Regions from separate parts of the Mus musculus genome. Here all the other regions are linked to region 1. A link is a contact called in public Hi-C, HiChIP or PLAC-seq and Micro-C data. All regions are on one chromosome and are shown on one strand. The core of a region is the stretch at or near the end of the contact, and the rest is flanking DNA. Distances in the headings are between cores, read along the strand shown.

What was found. A called contact is a pair of places that touch in the nucleus more often than the background predicts. HiChIP or PLAC-seq counts read pairs in DNA pulled down with a chosen protein or histone mark.
Region 2: an H3K27ac HiChIP or PLAC-seq map of extraembryonic endoderm stem cells shows a contact between it and region 1. The contact joins two enhancer-like sites. A contact is called at or near these places in 3 of 115 datasets of contacts at active chromatin or transcription factors (embryonic stem cells, extraembryonic endoderm stem cells and large pre-B cells).
Region 3: an H3K4me3 HiChIP or PLAC-seq map of bone marrow-derived macrophages shows a contact between it and region 1, with 4 times the contacts expected there. The contact joins two enhancer-like sites. A contact is called at or near these places in 4 of 39 promoter capture datasets (embryonic stem cells, hippocampal neurons, pre-B cells and 1 more), 1 of 15 datasets of contacts at CTCF or cohesin (pro-B cells), 2 of 484 Hi-C or Micro-C datasets (the N1E-115 cell line and large pre-B cells), 10 of 115 datasets of contacts at active chromatin or transcription factors (bone marrow-derived macrophages, embryonic stem cells, extraembryonic endoderm stem cells and 4 more) and 2 of 9 other capture datasets (adipose tissue and embryonic stem cells).
Region 4: a contact with region 1 is called in a Hi-C map of regulatory T cells, with 4 times the contacts expected there. The contact joins the promoter of Zfp408 here to the enhancer-like site in region 1. A contact is called at or near these places in 1 of 39 promoter capture datasets (pre-B cells), 2 of 484 Hi-C or Micro-C datasets (embryonic stem cells and regulatory T cells), 1 of 115 datasets of contacts at active chromatin or transcription factors (memory CD8 T cells) and 2 of 9 other capture datasets (adipose tissue and liver).
Region 5: a contact with region 1 is called in an H3K4me3 HiChIP or PLAC-seq map of forebrain, with 2.7 times the contacts expected there. The contact joins the promoter of Mapk8ip1 here to the enhancer-like site in region 1. A contact is called at or near these places in 7 of 115 datasets of contacts at active chromatin or transcription factors (bone marrow-derived macrophages, embryonic forebrain, embryonic stem cells and 2 more) and 2 of 9 other capture datasets (adipose tissue and embryonic stem cells).
Region 6: a contact with region 1 is called in a Micro-C map of embryonic stem cells, with 4 times the contacts expected there. The contact joins the promoter of Ambra1 here to the enhancer-like site in region 1. A contact is called at or near these places in 1 of 39 promoter capture datasets (hippocampal neurons), 3 of 484 Hi-C or Micro-C datasets (embryonic stem cells and forebrain), 1 of 115 datasets of contacts at active chromatin or transcription factors (astrocytes) and 2 of 9 other capture datasets (adipose tissue and liver).

Annotation. Positions count from the first base shown.
Region 1 is chr2:92,054,104-92,056,903 of GRCm38.p6, forward strand. No RefSeq gene overlaps it. Among named protein-coding and RNA genes, the nearest start is that of Gm31473, 27 kb to the left of the region's middle. Within about 2 kb of position 1,433, at least 280 of the 459 cell types and tissues checked have an H3K27ac peak or open chromatin away from gene starts, as enhancers often do. A contact at or near this core is called in adipose tissue, astrocytes, bone marrow-derived macrophages and 7 more, where this site is marked.
Region 2 is chr2:92,513,700-92,516,499 of GRCm38.p6, forward strand. No RefSeq gene overlaps it. Among named protein-coding and RNA genes, the nearest start is that of Gm13817, 26 kb to the right of the region's middle. Within about 2 kb of position 1,467, at least 14 of the 459 cell types and tissues checked have an H3K27ac peak or open chromatin away from gene starts, as enhancers often do. A contact at or near this core is called in extraembryonic endoderm stem cells, where this site is marked.
Region 3 is chr2:92,476,759-92,479,558 of GRCm38.p6, forward strand. No RefSeq gene overlaps it. Among named protein-coding and RNA genes, the nearest start is that of Slc35c1, 18 kb to the left of the region's middle. Within about 2 kb of position 1,368, at least 36 of the 459 cell types and tissues checked have an H3K27ac peak or open chromatin away from gene starts, as enhancers often do. A contact at or near this core is called in adipose tissue and bone marrow-derived macrophages, where this site is marked.
Region 4 is chr2:91,648,389-91,651,188 of GRCm38.p6, forward strand. It overlaps Zfp408 (zinc finger protein 408), which reads right to left and starts at 1,403. Exons shown (of 5, transcript NM_001347175.2): 1 at 1,316-1,403; 2 at 763-1,037. The coding sequence starts at 1,361. Arhgap1 (Rho GTPase activating protein 1) reads left to right here and starts at 1,730. Exons shown (of 14, transcript NM_001359970.1): 1 at 1,730-1,864.
Region 5 is chr2:92,399,834-92,402,633 of GRCm38.p6, forward strand. It overlaps Mapk8ip1 (mitogen-activated protein kinase 8 interacting protein 1), which reads right to left and starts at 1,430. Exons shown (of 12, transcript NM_011162.5): 1 at 1,196-1,430. The coding sequence starts at 1,293.
Region 6 is chr2:91,728,699-91,731,498 of GRCm38.p6, forward strand. Ambra1 (autophagy/beclin 1 regulator 1) reads left to right here and starts at 1,440. Exons shown (of 18, transcript NM_172669.3): 1 at 1,440-1,681.

The DNA of each region.
Region 1 (2,800 bases), core at 183-2,682:
CACACACACACACAGAGGATTCTTGGAGAAATCATATATTTATGGGTTACTTTGGTTCAGAGAGGAAAATGAAAAAGCAAAGATGGATAGCCATGTCCCAACCCTTGCCAGGTAAAGGGGAGGTGTAGGCAGTAAGGCATGGATTAACTGGAAGCACCTATGGGATTTCCAAGCAGTCAGGGACCAGGGAGAAGGCTGTGTGAGGCGAATTTTGGAAAGAATTGTGGGAACAGTTCTAAAGATAAGTTAAAGGTGTATTTCTGGAGTTTAATTCCAAATGATTTAAACGCCTGGGTGGTCATCCAGCGGCAGCTTATCCTCGTCTGGGACAGACATACATACAGACAACACACACACCAAAAATAAACTAAATTGTGTGAAGGTATGATTGATTAGATAACTAATCTTTTAAAAAGAAAGAAAGAAAATTCTGCTGTGGACGATTCCTCGGTTAAGGCAACAAAAGGCCCAAGCTCTTAACAGCAGAATCAGTACAGAACCTTGGTTGGGCTAACCCCCTCCGTCCTATGCCACTATTCCCTTGACAATAGATTTTTGGAGGTCTTCATCCAGACCCTGACATTTGTGCCTGTTTTAAAAAGAGGGGTGGGATTGGGAGAAATCTTTGGGTCCTTCTTGCATTGGGCTTTTGAAAGGAGGTTTTAGAATCATCAGGCTAGTGGACTTCGTCTCTAGTTTTGTGATCTCAAGCAAATTGCTTAACTTCTCTGGGCTTCCCAGAGAACATCCACTTCCTTGGGCATCAGGAGACCGTAGAAGGTGTACAATGCTTCGAGTAGTTCTGCTAACATTGACAAACCTTAGCACAATGGCTATTATTACCTCCAGACACCCCCAATGCGGTAGATAAGACAACTTTAGCTAACAACAACAAACATTTTTATTTGAATAGTTCTGAGCTTATTTTCAGGCTATGGTTTCTCTAATGTTATCTCTTGAGGCAAGGGTACATAAAAAGAGAATCGATTTAAAGTTAATTTAGAGAAACAGTTAATAAAATAGAAGTCAGTTACAATCTATAATACCGGAGGAATGTGTATATGGAAGACAATCGTCTTCATCTGGATCGTCAGACATCTGAAAGGCAGAACATATTGATGTGACATGTTCCCTCCTGCAAAGAAAATGTTCAGGGCAGGATAGGTGGGACAGCAGCAGAAATCCGGAGGCTCGGGAAGGGAGGTCGACTCAAAAGCCAGCTAGCTCTTTAACTTCTCTCTCCAGGCTCCTTTGGGGTGATTTTTTTTGGATCACTGGGTCAGTCAGCCAATGCCTGCGAAGAACTCTAATTCGGCTCAGATCGCAAGCGCGATCTGCCAAAAGGTCTTCGCGCCTCCGGCCCCGCCTCCATCCCCGCCCCGCACATCTGGTGAAAAGATTCCCGCCGCGGGGCGGGGCAGGACACAGCCGGCGCATGCGCGTCAGCGGCCCGAGTGCCGCACCACAGGCCTCCACTCCCAGAACCGCGTTGCAAACTGTTGCATCAGACAGCAAGCAGCGGGCCGCGCCGCCAAGGTTTCTAGGAAGATAGCGCAGTTTTGAGCTCCTTCTTGGTGGTTTAGGCGCATTGGTTGCCCCTCCCTATGTCTACCCGCCTGCAACACAAGCTCCTAAAATCTCAAGCTTGTGAGCCAGATAGCTCTGTTGCTCCTGTCCCCATGCACCGCTGGCCACAGACTGATCTGTATTCGACTTACTTTCTTAACCGCAAGGACCCTGAAGGAAAGAGCTGGGTTTGATTTCTCTTTCCGAGTACAAGAATGCCCCTGAGGAATTTCACACTCTGTGAAAGTGCAAAACTCATTTCCCCAGACTAAGCGTTGCAGACGTTTCCCCAATGGGCTTGGCGAGCTCCCAGCAGGAATGCACCGGGAGAGTTTCCAGCTCTGTACCCCGAGCAGCTGAACATGCAGAAGACCCTGAGCTAGGGAGGAGGCCCTCTGGATGGAAACATCTCTGTAGGACGATATATCGGTCTTAGGGCATACCGCAGTGTGCTGGAGATTTGGGCCTCAAACAGAATGCAGGACCGCACATTCACACCTAGGCGGCGCCCATATATAGTGTCCTTGACTCGACTGGCTATAGCATGTGTGAGCTGCAGAAAAATTTGTTTTTCGCTTCTCCCTCACTCTTCCAGGTCTAGTTCCGCTGCCTTCCTCAAAGGGAAGGAAATGGTGTTCATCTAGAAGGGTTGGGGCAGTCTCGGGGGTGGAATTTTAAGAACACTCAGAGGTCTGGGGATGTAGTAGCTCAGGAGCATCGCTGGCGCGTGCACATCTCTGGCTGCCAATCCCAGCACAGATTAGGAATCCACCCGTTTTCAGAGACAGTCTCATTCTTACCTTCAATTCTTTTCATTTTTTAAAATAGGTCAAGGCCAAGATCATTCAATGTTAATGGATTTTCCAGAAAAGTGGGGGGGGGGGGACCTGGCATTTTACCTTACATATTCTGTCTTTTTTAGGGTGTGGATGGTGAAAGTCTGTTTTGATTGAACAATCTTGAGAGTTAACAAAAACCCTGTCTTCTTTCTTCCCCTGATTATTGTGACTCACTTAATTCTAAGATGCATATTTTTTAAAAATGAATTTAGGAAGCGTGTCCCAGCAGTCAATGCTGTTTAAAGTAGCATTTTCCTGTCAGCAGCGGAGTACTGTGTCAGTTTGGGATTTTCATTGTAAGTCGTGCTTCATAAATATGGCCCGATCTGTTTCGGTCTGGGTAGCAGTGCTTTTATGAGCCAAAGGAATGGGAGTTAGGAGCCAGCTGGAGAAGA
Region 2 (2,800 bases), core at 217-2,716, 460 kb after region 1:
CATTTTTATACAGCCTTTGGACCAGTGGGGAACTAACATGAGTTCTGGAGTAGCCAGCTATAGTGGCTATTCCTGGTTGTCAACTTGACTATATTTGGAATGAACTACAATCCAGAATTGGAAGGCTCACCAGTGACCCTTATCTGGAGGCTAGGAGATAGAAGTTTATGATCTGGATCTTGGTATGGAGATCTTGAGGCATAGTGGCTATGGATTCCAGAAGATTAAATCTCCGAGTTCAAGGTCATCTGAGATTAAAGGTGTGGTGGAACACACCTTTAATCTGGGCTACACCTTCTGCTGGAGACCATATAAGGACATTGGAAGAAGGGAGTCTCATTCTTGCTCCCTTGCCTGCTTGCAGTGTGGGACTGAGTAACTGCTAGATCCTTTGACTTCTATTCACAGCTACTACTGAACCATTGTTGGGAATTGGACTGCAGACTCTAAGTCATCAATAAATTCCTTTACTATATAGAGACTATCCATAAGTTCTGTGACTCTAGAGAACCCTGACTAATACACCAACCATCCCATTGTCACTATGGGGAGGTGCTAGGCTGCCAGTCCCCAAATGGACTTCAGTGTAGATGAGGGCCCAACCTGAGGCTCACTAGTTTGTTAGAATCCGCTACCTTGTGTCATGCTACAGTGTGCCATGCCAGCAGACATGGACATTCATACTACAGGGTGGTGTGGAAGAATTCCTCACTGACCTCCAGGTCCCACCCAGGGGTTGCAGCACCCACATGTATGGAGCATAAGTATGGGCACACAAATGATATGGAGTGCTTGAGGCCAGTGGACAACTTGCAAGAGTCAGTTCTCTCTCTCTCTCTCTCTCTCTCTCTCTCTCTCTCTCTCTCTCTCTTCCTTGGTTTTGTGAGACAGGGTAGCCTTCACTGTCCTGGAACTCACTCTGTAGACCAGGCTGACCTCATACTCAGAGATCCACCTGCCTCTGCCTCTGCCTCTGCCTCCTGAGGGCTGGGATTAAAGGTGTATACCACTACCACCTTGCTTCAGTTCTCATGGTCTACAAAGAGTCCTGGGAATCCAATTCAGGTCACTGAACGTGGCAGCAAGTGCCTTTATCTGCCAAGTATTCTCTGAATCCTGCTGGTCGGTCTTTTTGATCTCAGATGACTTTCTGAGGCCCTGTATGACCACCATTGTGTATTGTTCCCTTGCTGAATTCCCATCTCTAAATTCCATCTCCCTTAACTTCCCCTCCGAGGGGAACTCCACATCTCCTTGGAATTCTCTTAAGCCTGCAGGGGATGAGGCAGGTTGTGTCTCCTGGGAGGTCTTGACCTCACTTCAACGCTAAAATAGCCAAACCCTTTGTCTCTGGGACTGTCTTCTGACTCTTGCCAGTGGGGACTGAAGCTCTGGCGTTCCCTGCTCCTCCCTCCTCCGTTACCATCTCCCCATCAAAGTTCAGCTTGACTAGAAACACCCCACACCCTCTGATCTCATCAGTGGCCTCGCTGTCCCCGGCATTCGGTCACTCCCTTGTTGTTCTTGGAATGTTTGGGAGGGAACATTGTCACTATCATGTTTTCTTTTTCTAAAAGAGATTCTTGGTATTAACTAGATCCTGTGCAGCATCACATGCCTGTGATCCCAGTAAGGTTGGGAAGGCCAATTATTATTGGCCTTTGATTTATTGATTTACCTAGGGCACTGCTTGTACCACTCTTTTCCAAGCATGACGTCACTTGTTACCGGGAAGAGAATAACCTGGAGAAATGGCTGAAACAATGGGTTGTTGCTCTTAACCTGACCACAAAAAGCTTACTCCAGAGAGATTCCTGCAACAGGAGGATCACAAGTTCAAGGTTAGATTTAGCTACAGAGGAAGTTTTGAGGTCAGCTTGGGCTACAGCAGAACCTGTCTTACAAAAACAAGAGAAGACCAAAAATAACAACGGAGAGGCTTCAGTTAACCAGTTAGATTCTCCTGAGAACCCAAAATGGCACAGAACATCTCCTCCAAAGTAGTGTGGATGGCCTCATCACTGATCTCTGGAGGACATGTCCATCTGTCTAGGCTGAGTTTTCTGCCCTCCCCTCAGAGTTCTGGATCCACCCTGCAGGGAGAGGTGAGGTGAGAGCCAGGAGAAATTCTCTGGGTTAGAGAAGGTCTAAGACAGAGGCAGGCTCGTGCCTCCCTGATGTCTCCTGTTATCTCAGTCACACTGCCTTGCTCAGTCTCACCGTGAACACTCTAACAGGGCAGGGAGGGGTGCACACGGCATCACCAGCACCCCTCTCCTCTGTCCTCACAGACTGTCTGTTGTCCAAGGTAGGAAGGGGTCTTAGCTATTTTTGAGCTATGGGCAGTATTCAGTGGTCTGATGAAGCTGATAGGCACTCTCCTTCAAACAAACAGACAAACAAAATACAGAAAAGATTTCAAAACAATAACAAAACATTTAAGACTGTGAAGGGGCTGTTGGAAGCTGTCTTAGTCAGGGTTTCTATTCCTGCACAAACATCATGACCAAGAAGCAAGTTGGGGAGGAAAGGGTTTATTCGGCTTACACTTCCATACTGCTGTTCATCACCAAGGAAGTCAGGACTGGAACTTAAGCAGGTCAGAAAACAGGAGTCAATGCAGAGGCCATGGAGGGATGTTCTTTACTGGCTTGCCCAGCCTGCTCTCTTAAGAACGAAGACTACCAGCCCAGAGAGGGTCCCACCCACAGGGGGCCTTTCCCCCTTGATCACTAATTGAGAAAATGCCTTACAGTTGTATCTCATGGAGGCATTTCCTCAACTGAAGCTCCTTTCTCTG
Region 3 (2,800 bases), core at 118-2,617, 420 kb after region 1:
AAACAATAGCACCTTTGCATAGCGGGTTCCAGCAATCTGGGTGGGTCAGGGTGACTTTCTTTGAAAGAACACTCCCTGAACCCAGGAAGCGAGTGGGTGGAGGAATGTCGCTATCTGTTTTATGATTAGCATGCCTTGGAGCATTGAGTCACAAAGGTCACATTCTCAAGCCTGGGCCTAAAGGCCTAGAATTTTGTTTTTACGTTATACTTTTTCACAATCATCCTGGCTAAGCCTCCCGAGTGCTAGGATCAGGGACAGGTATGAACCACTCTGCCAGGTTTTCATTCTTTTCTGATTATATTAACAGTACCATTTTCAGGGAATACAAGTGAATTTTTTAAAAATTGAAATCCAAATTTTTAATAAAATCCAAATTATCAAACTTGATTTCTTTTCCTTCCTTCCTTCCTTCCTTCCTTCCTTCCTTCCTTCCTTCCTTCCTTCCTTCTTTCCTCCCTCCCTCCCTCCCTCCCTCCCTCCCTCCCTCCCTCCCCCTCTCTTTCTTTCTTTCTTTCTTTCTTTCTTTCTTTCTTTCTTTCTTTCTTTCTTTCTTTCTTTCTTTCTTTCTATCCTTTTCTTTTTTCTTTTCTTTTTTGTTTTTTACGTAAGGACCTACTACATAGGTCTGACCTGGAACTTACTCTGTAGACTAGGCTGGCCTCAGTTCACAGAGATTTGCCTGCTTCTGTCTCTTGGGGCCTGAGATTAAAAGCTACCACCCTGGACCCCAATTTTTTTTCATGGATCCTGAAAAGTTGATGGTTTGGTTTTCATGGGCAGGGCTTACCGTCCATCTTTGAGATTTGGGAAATAGGTTTGAATTGAGGGGTTCAGTTCCTGTGCAAGAGCAGTGCCCAACCCGACAACTTAGGTGCAGGAGGAGCCTGGAAATGTTCTCACAGGCATGCCTTGGTGCGTGCATAAATGCACATTGGAGTCACACGGTGTTCAGAAGCAAGCTGATTGCTAGTGCAGAAACAATCTGGATAAACAGGGAGACGCAGTGTCTTGACTTTAGAGAAAGAAAAACAAAAGGCTAAAGTTACAGAACACGTCTTGGAGTGGGAGTGGGAGTGGGGCAGCTGGACTCCCCACACAGCCCTGGTGACAAAGTTGGCAAGCTGCCTGTTGCTGTCTCTCCATAGTCACCCACTGCGGGGACAACCCAGCACTCTTTTTCAGTATTTATAGAAGGGGTTGGAAAATTGCATTCACCCTAAACCCCTGGAACAAAAAGTAGAGCAGCTTTGTTCCAAACAGAAAATATGGAGGCAGTCCTGGGGCCCTTCAGAAGGAGGTGGGGCAGTGCGGTGTGGCGTGTTCCTCTGATGGAATGCCATTGGCTGCTGTGATCCGGACGTTCCAGCAGCTGAACACTGTTGATAATCTAATGAGCACACCAGTGAATAAGCCAGAAATGCTGTTCCTTCAAACAGAGAGGTGGGTGGAACTCAAAAATAGCTCAGTAGGGTTGGAGAGATGGCTCAGTGGTTAGGAGGACCGGCTGTTCTTCCCAAGGACAGAGGGCGCTGCACGCATGTGCTTCATAGACACACATACAAGCAAAACATTCATACACATAAAACACAGCAAAGTATTTTATCAAGTGAAGGGTAACAAGACACCAAAAAGTGCAACGTTTATACAAAATTCTAGAATACATAAATACACAACCCTGAGTTGACTGGGGTGGCTGAGGCTGATCACCAAGTGAATCAGGGAACTTTCTGGAGTGATGAAATGTTTCCTGTTTCGTCATCTTCCATGTCCATTACTGTTTTGGCTGTGCTGTTATTGCACGGATAAATAAAAATTTCAGAGCTTCAGTTCTACAGTTATGAACCTGTACGTAGTTATGTTTCAGTGAGACTGATATTTAAGAAAGGGGATGGAGAAATAGCTCAGTAGGGAAGATCAATTCCTATTCTTTCAGAGGACCAGAGTTTAGTTTTCGGCATTTAAGTTGGGCAGCTTAACTGGAACTCCAGCTCAGGGGAATTCAACTCCTCTTATGTCCTCTTTGGGCACCCACACTCATGTGTGCATACCCCCACACAGACACACAGACACAGACACAGACACACACGCACATATATATATATATATATATATATATATATATACATAATTAAATTAAGTACAGCTTTTTTAAAAAATAAAAAGTTGGTTGAGGGCCAGGGAGATGGCTCAGTTGGCAAAGTAGTTATCCTGTAAAGATGAGGACTCAAGTTTTCACCCCTAGAACCAATGTAGAGGAGCTGAGCAAGGCTGTGCATGTGTGTAACCCCAGCCCTGGGGACACACAGATGGAAGCATCCCTGGCTCTCACTGGTTGGCTACCCTAGCCTTATTGTTGAATTCCAGGACCTTGTTTCTAAAACCCAAGGCAGATGGCTCCCGAGGAGGCCATGACATTGACATTGGCCCAGATGCATGCACATATACATGTGCTAGAGTACACACACACACACACACACACATACAATCTCTCATCTCTCTCTCTCACACACACACATGCTTTCTCTCTCTCTTACACACACACACACACACACACACACACACACACACACACACACAGAGGCACACTAGTTCAAACAGAATTTTCTTAACATATCACTGTGTACGTTTTAGGTTTTACTTCTTTCTCTATTTCCCGCCTACCCTTTAGCCTTTTAACTTAGAAATTGTTTCCCAGAAATTATGCATTTATCTGGCAAAGTTGCTCCAAGCTTCTCTGAGTTCTCCATCATCAAAGGAGATCTAACTGGAAAGGCGTGCTCACAGCCATCACCCAAGG
Region 4 (2,800 bases), core at 153-2,652, 410 kb before region 1:
CTGAGGTTGCCTCTACACTATGGTGCTGTGTGGTTTGTTTTTTTTTTTTTTTTTTTTTTTTGGTTTTTCAAGACATGGTTTCTCTGTGTAGCCCTGGTTGTCCTGGCACTAACTCTGTAGACCAAGCTGGCCTCGAACTCAGAAATCCGCCTGCCTCTGCGTCTGCCTCCCCCCGCCCCCCTCCCACCCAGTGCTGGGATTAAAGGCGTGTGCCACCGCGCCCAGTTCTATGGTGCTGTTTTATATCTTCAGTCAGTGAAGACCAGAGAGTCCACTCACCTCTCCTTAAAGGTGTGGAAAGCTCTAAACAGCACAGCCTTTCAGCAAATACCAAACAGAAAACGCTGCAAGAGCACCAATACTTTTAAACAATCCTTACTAATGCTTACAAAGCACAGGCGTATTTGGCTTGCATCGTGTCCTCTGGTCTTCCAAAGGATCTCGGTAACAGCCACAACTTTCTTTTACAGGTGAGTAATATTAGGTGTGTAATTTAGCTAACTAGTTAACAGGTTTGAATCTGATCCTGGTAACCTTAGCTTCTGACCTTTGTCTCTGCCAACACAGTAGGAATTCAGGTTCTCACAACTTCTTTGCATCTGCTTTAGTTACTGCTGCTTAGGTAGAGCAAGACAGCGCTGCAATGAAGGGACAATTATTTCTCGAGTTTGAAAATATCCTGCTTCTAACAAACTGGAAGAGCTGTCCGGAAATGTCTGAACCTCCCCCAAACTTTCAGACAGATGTCCGACTCCTCAATACCTCCTCGTGCGGTGTCTTCATTCCCTCGCCCTTCTCCAGGACGGACTCATCTTCCAGAGGTCCCCAATGCAGGCCGGGCTGCAGGGGTGCTCCTACACACCAGACCCCCAAGTGCTGATTCCTGGATCTCGAGGGGCCCACGGCCAAGCCCTGGGGGAGGCTCCTTAGAACAAGGATGGCAGGGCTCGTACCCGGCGGGCAGGCTTTGAGGCCCGGAGCAAAGCCTTTTCCGGAAGGGCTCCATCCTGAATCCTGGCCCAGGGGTGGCTCTGGGGCTGCAGGGAGACGGGAAGGCAGTAAAGGAGTGGTCCATGAAGGCGTGGGGTTGGGGAAAGAGAGGTACAGGGTCAGCTATGACCCAAGAGTCCGAGGGATTAGCAAGGTTCTAGTTAGTAGGGCCCTTGAATGGTTGGGAGGGAGTCTAGTCTCTTAGGGCACCGGAGCAGGATCCCAGGCTCAAGAGAAAAAGGGATGTAAGGGAATGCGCTGACTAGAAAAACGCTGTGGCCATCTAGTCCAGGGCTGAGGGTCGCAGACATCGCAGGTCACTCACGGTGCGGCTCTATTTTCCCCAAGATCACCTCCTCCACCTCCTTCATCGTGGGACAGAGATTCTCTCGCCACTCCCCTCTACCGGAAGTGAGCGTTTTTGTCCCGGTTCCTCCCGGAAACAGTCCTTGATTTTCAAATTTAAGCTCAAGGAAGAATCCGGGTGGTTAGGCATCATTGAAGGATGGACCTGGGAGTTTGGAAGTACTTGACAGATAAAACCCTGTCCGATGGGCGATACGAACCTAGGATTTCAGAGGCCCGCTAGTTTCCTGCATCTGGAAAAGCGGAACCCAACTCACTCACTTTAGGTAGCGGCGAGTCGGACAGCTCGGCTAATTAACCTCACATTTTGTCAGGTGATTGCCGGAAGTGGGCGGAGCACCAAGAAAGCCTTGTTTGGTCCGGGCAGCAAGCCGGAAGTAGGTAGAAGAAATGGCGGAAGTGGTTGGGGAGCTGGGGGCCCCCGAGGGGGCGGTTCCCATTCCCATCTCGGAGCCGGATGTTTGCCGAGCTTTGACAGGCGTGGCAGAGGAAGCATTGCCGGAACGAGGTGAGCTGCGGAGCGCGGGGTCTCTTTGGGCGTGGTGGTGGGGAAGAGCTGCTCTGGTCAACGGAAGGAATTGGGTCGGAAAGGGGAAAATCCGAGGCAGTGGGTCGGGAGTGGAATTGGGCCCGAGGGCCTGGGTCTCTTCGCTGCCGGGATTTTTCCCATTTCGGCGCCTGCAATGAGAAGACAGCCACTTTCTCTGACTTGTTCCTGCCCTCCCTCTGCAAGGCATAGGCCAAGCCAGAGCAAGCCGGTGGGAGGGAGGGAGAAGTCGTCCTGATCAGATCTGGCATAGCACTGAGAGCTAGAAATCAGGGGAAGTGATCCACCTTGTCACTTGATAGGCCGTGCTTTCATCTCACTTTCTTGTGAAACGAAATACACTCCATTCGTTGTTTGTTTTCGGACTCTATGCAAACATGATTATAGTTTAGAGTTGCAGCCTTGTAGGATTTGGGTTTTTCCAAAGTCACAAAACAGTCTGATTCCAGCACCAGCAAGTACTGTGACTTCAGTTTGCCCTGAGAAGTCTGGCTGCCCTTTCGTGGCGCCTCTTGGATCCCAGTGAACTTTGTGACCGACAGTCACTTAAGATCACTGTTGAGGGGGTTGACTTTAACCTAGAGAACACCTCAAACTGGAACTTGTGGGTTAAAATCCTGCGTCTGGGTTCTATGATCTGTAGCAGTTTGCTCCCTCCCTCCCTCCCCCCGCTTTTTGTTCAAACTGTAAAATGGTTTTTATAGCATATGCTGAACTACTAGTGCAGTTGTGAGGTGAATTTGTGCCCAGTTCATAGTACAAATATCCGTTTCCTTCTCCACTTATGAAATTCATTCATTCATTCATTCAGCTAATGACAGTCTGCTATGTGAAGACTCTGAATAAACTCTGGTGCTATGTGCATCACTCTGAATAAATTGCTTTGGTGTGTGTGTG
Region 5 (2,800 bases), core at 180-2,679, 350 kb after region 1:
CCTGGAGGCTTTCCTCAGGTTTGGAACCATCCTCTGGCCCCCTCCTTCTGGTTCTCTCAGCTGGGTTTAGGGCCTCCTTGGAGGATTCAGGGCCTGATCATACCATTTAAGATCGTGTGTGTGTGTGTGTGTGTGTGTGTGTGTGTGTGTGTGTGTGTGTGTGTGTCTGTGTGTGTGTGTGTGTGTGTGTGTGTGTGTGTGTCTGCCCACCTGAGGACCTGGGAGCTAGAGACCCCTTCAATAGATGACAACTTGGCGCCAGAGCCCAGCTGGGGCCTGGCTGGAGCAAGGGTCCCAGGAGAGAGAAAGGCGCCTGCTCCTGATGGGGAAACAATGAGGTATGTCTCAGCTTCTACATTCTGGAGCAGTGACACCCTTCTCTTCTTCGTCACTCTCTCTCTCTCTCTCTCTCTCTCTCTCTGTGTGTGTGTGTGTGTGTGTGTGTGTGTGTGTGTGTGTGTGTGTGTATGTGTGTATGTGTGTGAAAAGGTGAAGAGAGGACAGTCACCGGTTCAACACATCATGCCTTACATCTCTGAAATTCATTCACCTGGTCTAACATCAGATGGAGGGGTGGGTCAAAGAGGAGCTCAGTTCGGTGTCCTGAGTCTTTACACAGTGGGGACCCCCCAACAGTATCCCTGGATATCCACAGGCAGATTCCCCTCCCTCAAGCAAATTGGGTTTCACTGGTTGAGGCCAATCCTTCTGCACCTGTCCTGAGATACAACTGACCAGGGAGCTGCCCAAATTCAGAAGACCCTGTCCAAGATCGCCTAGCAATCTGACCCATCTGGCCAAGCTAGCTGGGAGAGGGGTTCACGACTCTTCTTAAAGGACCAAGGGTTTTGAATTGGGGCCTCTGGGCCCCCAACCCCTTAGCCTACTTCCACCTTGGGTTAGATACCTTGAACGCGGCAGGATAAAGTCTGGGCGGATTGCTGCACCGGGAATTCCATCCAAACCCCAGACCCACTCCCGCCAAGGTGGAGGGGAAAGGCGACCTCCCAGGTTCCTGCCCCAGATCCACCTCAATCACCCCACCCCATGACACGGAATGGCAGAAGGAGCTGCGGGGGGCCACGCGGTGGCCACCAACCTGGACTGGAGGTTGTGGGGGCTGGGGGCTCGGCCGGGAAAGGACGCCGCCCTCAGGGTCTCCAAGGATCCCGAGGTTCCGGGCCTCGATCCTTACCTGAAATTGGGAGGCGACGCGATGTGCAGTCCCAGGAATGGGGAAGCGGCCGGTGGGGACGCGGCGCCCCCGCCCAGGCCGCTCTCTCGCTCCGCCATTCCGGGGTGCAGCCCTGGCCATCCGGGCGGAGAGCGGCGCGGGAGGCGGCGGCGGCGGCGGCGGCGGCAGCAGCGGAGGCGCGTGGAGGAGGCCGCCGCCGCCGCGGGGTTCGGACTGAGCTGGGGCGGGCGCGGCTCCGGACAGCGCGCCGCTTCGCCTGCGGCCCCCGCGAGAGCGCCCCGCGCGCGCCCCCGGGCCGGCTGGGGTCTTGTGGCCCCGCCCCCGCCCCGCCCCGCCCCGGCGCTCTCCGAAGTGCTGACGCTTCGATCCCGTGGCCCTGGGTCCCCTCGGCCTCCCTACACATCCCAGGGACATTCCAAGCACTGGCAAAGCTTTGCTCTCCTCAGAGCTGGACCTAGATCGAGGGCATCAGCGGATGGCAAGATCCTGCTCCCCAAGTCCGTCTTTGGCCTTCCACAGCAACTGGGGTAGGAAAAGGGTTACAGAAGATGGCTGAGAAAGGAGAGATGGTGGTGGAGTGGGGTCCAAGAGCAGTCAGCTATGGGGCCAGGTGACCTAAGACCACAGCTTGGTTCCACAAGTGAACAGGCAGTGGAGAATTGCATTAGTGACCTCATAGTTCCAAGGCTTGTCTTTCCCATGTGTGAAATGGAATATGAGCCCTCCATGAGCATGGGGAGGAAGAAAAACGATAGAAATACTTGTCCCTGGGAGCTGGGAACACCCACCTGTGCACTGGGATCACCTCCCGCAGAAATCTCTGAAGGCCACCTCTATCAAGACCCACCCTTTAGTTTTGTTTTGATTTTTGAGACAGGGTTTCTCTGTATAGCCCTGGAACTCACTCTGTAGACCAGGCTGGCCTCGAACTCAGAAATCCGCCTGCCTCTGCCTCCCAAGTGCTGGGATTAAAGGCGTGCGCCACCATGCCCGGCCTAAAAATGTGTAGCCCAAGCTGGCCTCCAACTCGTGATCCTCCTGCCTCTGCCTCCTTCAGCAAAGACCCCCTTGAGCCCTGACCACCCCTGATAACCTGAGTGATGCTTTTGGTTTCTTAGCCCTGTGAAGCCTCTGTATGCCAGGACTACCCCATCACTTGTTTTTCTTTCATTTCCAGTTTGTCCTGGAAGTTACCATGTAGCCTCAGCTGACTAAGAACTGATGACAATCTTCTTGAGTCTCCTGCTAAACTGGGGGATTAGTGTGAACTCCTGTGCCCAGTTCTCAGCACCTGTCTTCCCACTGCGTTTTCTATCTAGCACCCCTTTTGCACTCACACAGTCCTGAACTGGCTTCTCCTACCCTAAGGCCTAGGACCTTCCTCATCCCCAGGGCCGGATTCTTGAGAGCTTTGTGGTTGCTTCTGTTCCTTGCACCCACTCTGGGTCTAGCTGTGCTTTCTTCCTGGTTCTCTATTGGGTTTTCTCACACAACACCGTTTACCAAGACTCGAGTCCCCGTTTTTGGTGGCTCAGAGAGCCTCCCTGCCAGGTCACCTCTGGCCACAGACCCTGCCCTTCACATAAATGGAGCAGGACAGACCAA
Region 6 (2,800 bases), core at 190-2,689, 330 kb before region 1:
TGTTTAAAAAAAAAAAAAAGCCAGGCATGGTTGCTTATAATCCCAGCACTCAACTAGCTTGAGGCAAAAGGATTGCTGTGAGCTTGAGGTCAGCGTGGGCTTCATAGTGAGTTCCAAGCCAGCCAAGCTATAGAGTGTGAGCCTCCACTGCAGTCTCTCACACTCCCTCAGGCACACTGCAAATGTGGAACAGGAAGGCAAGCACATCAGAATTTCAAAGCCATTCTTGGATACACAGAGTTCAAGACCAGTGTGTGTGCCACACAAAATCCTGTCTCTAAAAACTATTTAGTGAACTAGCTACGAAGCTAACTAAAAGCACACTGTGGACTGTGGCTTTAGATCCTTGGAAGAAAATAAAAGAGAAGTAAGTGGTTTTTTTTTTGAGAAAGAATAGAATAGGCTGGGAGGTTGTGGTGTTCACCTTTAATCCCAGCACTCCGGAGGCAGAGGCAGGCAAATCTTTGTGAGTTGGAGGTCAGCCTGGTCTACAGAACCAGTTCCAGGACAGCCAAGGGTACACAGAGAGAAGCCTTGTCTGGCAAAACAAAACCAAAGAATAAAAATTTAAAAACAAGGTACAGGAACTTTCCCTTCCCACATTAAGGTGTGCCATTTTCTCTTGGATATTCTTCTAAAGCTGACCTGGAGCATTCATAGCGATTGTTCTTCAGCTCTGAGGGGAAACCAAGAATAAAGTGGTAAAGTCATTTGTTCAACTGGGACAAGTAGTGTGAGAAGTCTCTAAGTGTACGGCAGTCGTTGAACTATTAAGACGAGCTTTATTCTGCTATGATTTATCTTCAATCAATGTGCTCACAAAAGGCTAATTCCTTTTTCACTTAAAACAAGGTCTTTGGTGGCGCATGCCTTTAATCCCAGCACTTGGGAAACCCTGTCTCGAAAACCACACACTCAAAAAACAAAACAAAAACCAAAACCTAGCCAAACCAACCAACCAACCAAAAAAAAAAAAAAAAAAAAAAAAAAAAACAAAAAAACAACAAAAAAAAAAAACCACCAAGGTCTCATATAGTCCAGTTTGGCCTTGTGCTTAACTGACTATGACTTTGAACTCCAAATCCTCATGCCTCCTTTCCTAAAATGCAGGGACTACGGGGGGAGGGTGTGGGGGACTTTTGGGATAGCATTGGAAATGTAATTGAGGAAAATACGTAATAAAAAAAAAAAGTACCAGGAAAAAAAAAAAAAAGCAGGGATTACAAGCGTGCTCCTGTCTCAAAAATTTAGTTCTCTAAATTACTTTAACACTCTGTCACCAACAGAAAATGGCAGAATCCCAGCCTACTCTACGCTATAGTTTAATGATCTGGATTTGTTTATTTATGCCTAGGAAGGCAGCCGGATTTGCAGCAGGAGCTGAGCAATGTTTCGGCACTCGGCTGCAGTGCCTTGAACGATTGCTGGGGCGCTCTTCCTTTGATGTCTGGGCGTTCGTGTGTTCGATGATCTTTTGCGGCGTCTTCTTGGTTGATGTCTCCGGAGCGGCGGCGGCTGTGCCAGGTCCTGGACTGAGTTATCCCGGAGGCCCCGGGCTCTGGCCGCTTTCTTCCGCTGGTCGGTCGAGCGGACCCCTCGCTTTCTTCGGCCTCTCCCCGCCTTCCGTCCGTGGCTCCGTGCGCTCGCTGGCTTTCGGGCCGAGCTCTCACTCTCCTCGCAGGTAGGCCCGGGAGGAGCCTGGGAGGCCCGGTCCCGCATCCTTCCGCCCAAGGCAGGAGGAGACCTTAGCGCCGGCCGGTGGGCGAGCGCGCGGCCCGCCGGGGTGCGCGTTGTGAAGGGGGTTGCGCCCGGGGGCGCGGCCGGAGGGCGGCCCGGAACTGAGCGAGAAGCCGGAAGGAGGGAGAGATGCTGAAGCTGCCGGCCGGGTTCCGTAGAGAGGGGATGTCGGGTCCTGGACGCGTGTCGTCACCCCTAGATTGTAGGAACTTGGCTTTCTTAGACCCTATTCCCTTTCTCCTTTCCTACAACTCCGGTTCCGGATGTCATGCTCAGTTGCACTGGGGACCCCTACTGAGTTCAGCCTCGGAGTGCCCTTTTGAGTAGGTGGAGGCTATTGAAACTAGGCCCTCCAGCTCCTAGGAACGAAATATCACTTATAGTCTTTTGGGGTAGGGAAACCGAGGCTGAGGTAGGGGACGTGACTTTTCCCTGTGACCTCGACAGATCATTAAATGTGCTGTAAGGTTCTTTTTTTTTTTTTTTTTTTTTTTTTTTTGTCTTTAACAGTTCACAATTCTCCCATTTTACTGGTCACTTTTTACTTAACAGTCTCTCATTTGACTTTTTGGAACTCTTCTTTCTTAGAAACATATATTGTGTTACTGGAGGCTTCAGACATTAAGGGAGCAAGTGATGTTTTTGACTGGGTTTGCTTTTTCGAAGTTTGTATCGTTTTAGCAAAAGTAGTAAGGATAGTTTAGTTTTGTTTACTCATAAATAATTTGTTTACTTCCACTTTACTTCTGATTAATACTGATTCCACTCTTCAGCTTGTTCTGAAACTTTCTGCTATGGTGTTAAGTACTTAGTGCAAGATGGAAGATGCTTAAGATGGTTAAGACTTTGAATTCAGGTTCTTGTCTTGTGGAGGTCTTTTCTAGGAGGGAATCCAAGGAATCTCTTTTGAAACTTTTTTTTATTTGGTTAGTGATTTAGTCATTTTATTCAAGAGTTCAAAAGTCTGTGTAGAAATTATTCAAACATAATTGAAGATGAATCATTTGTGAACTTTACTGTTTCTCTCTTTTTTTTTTAAAGATTTATTTATTATATGTAAGTA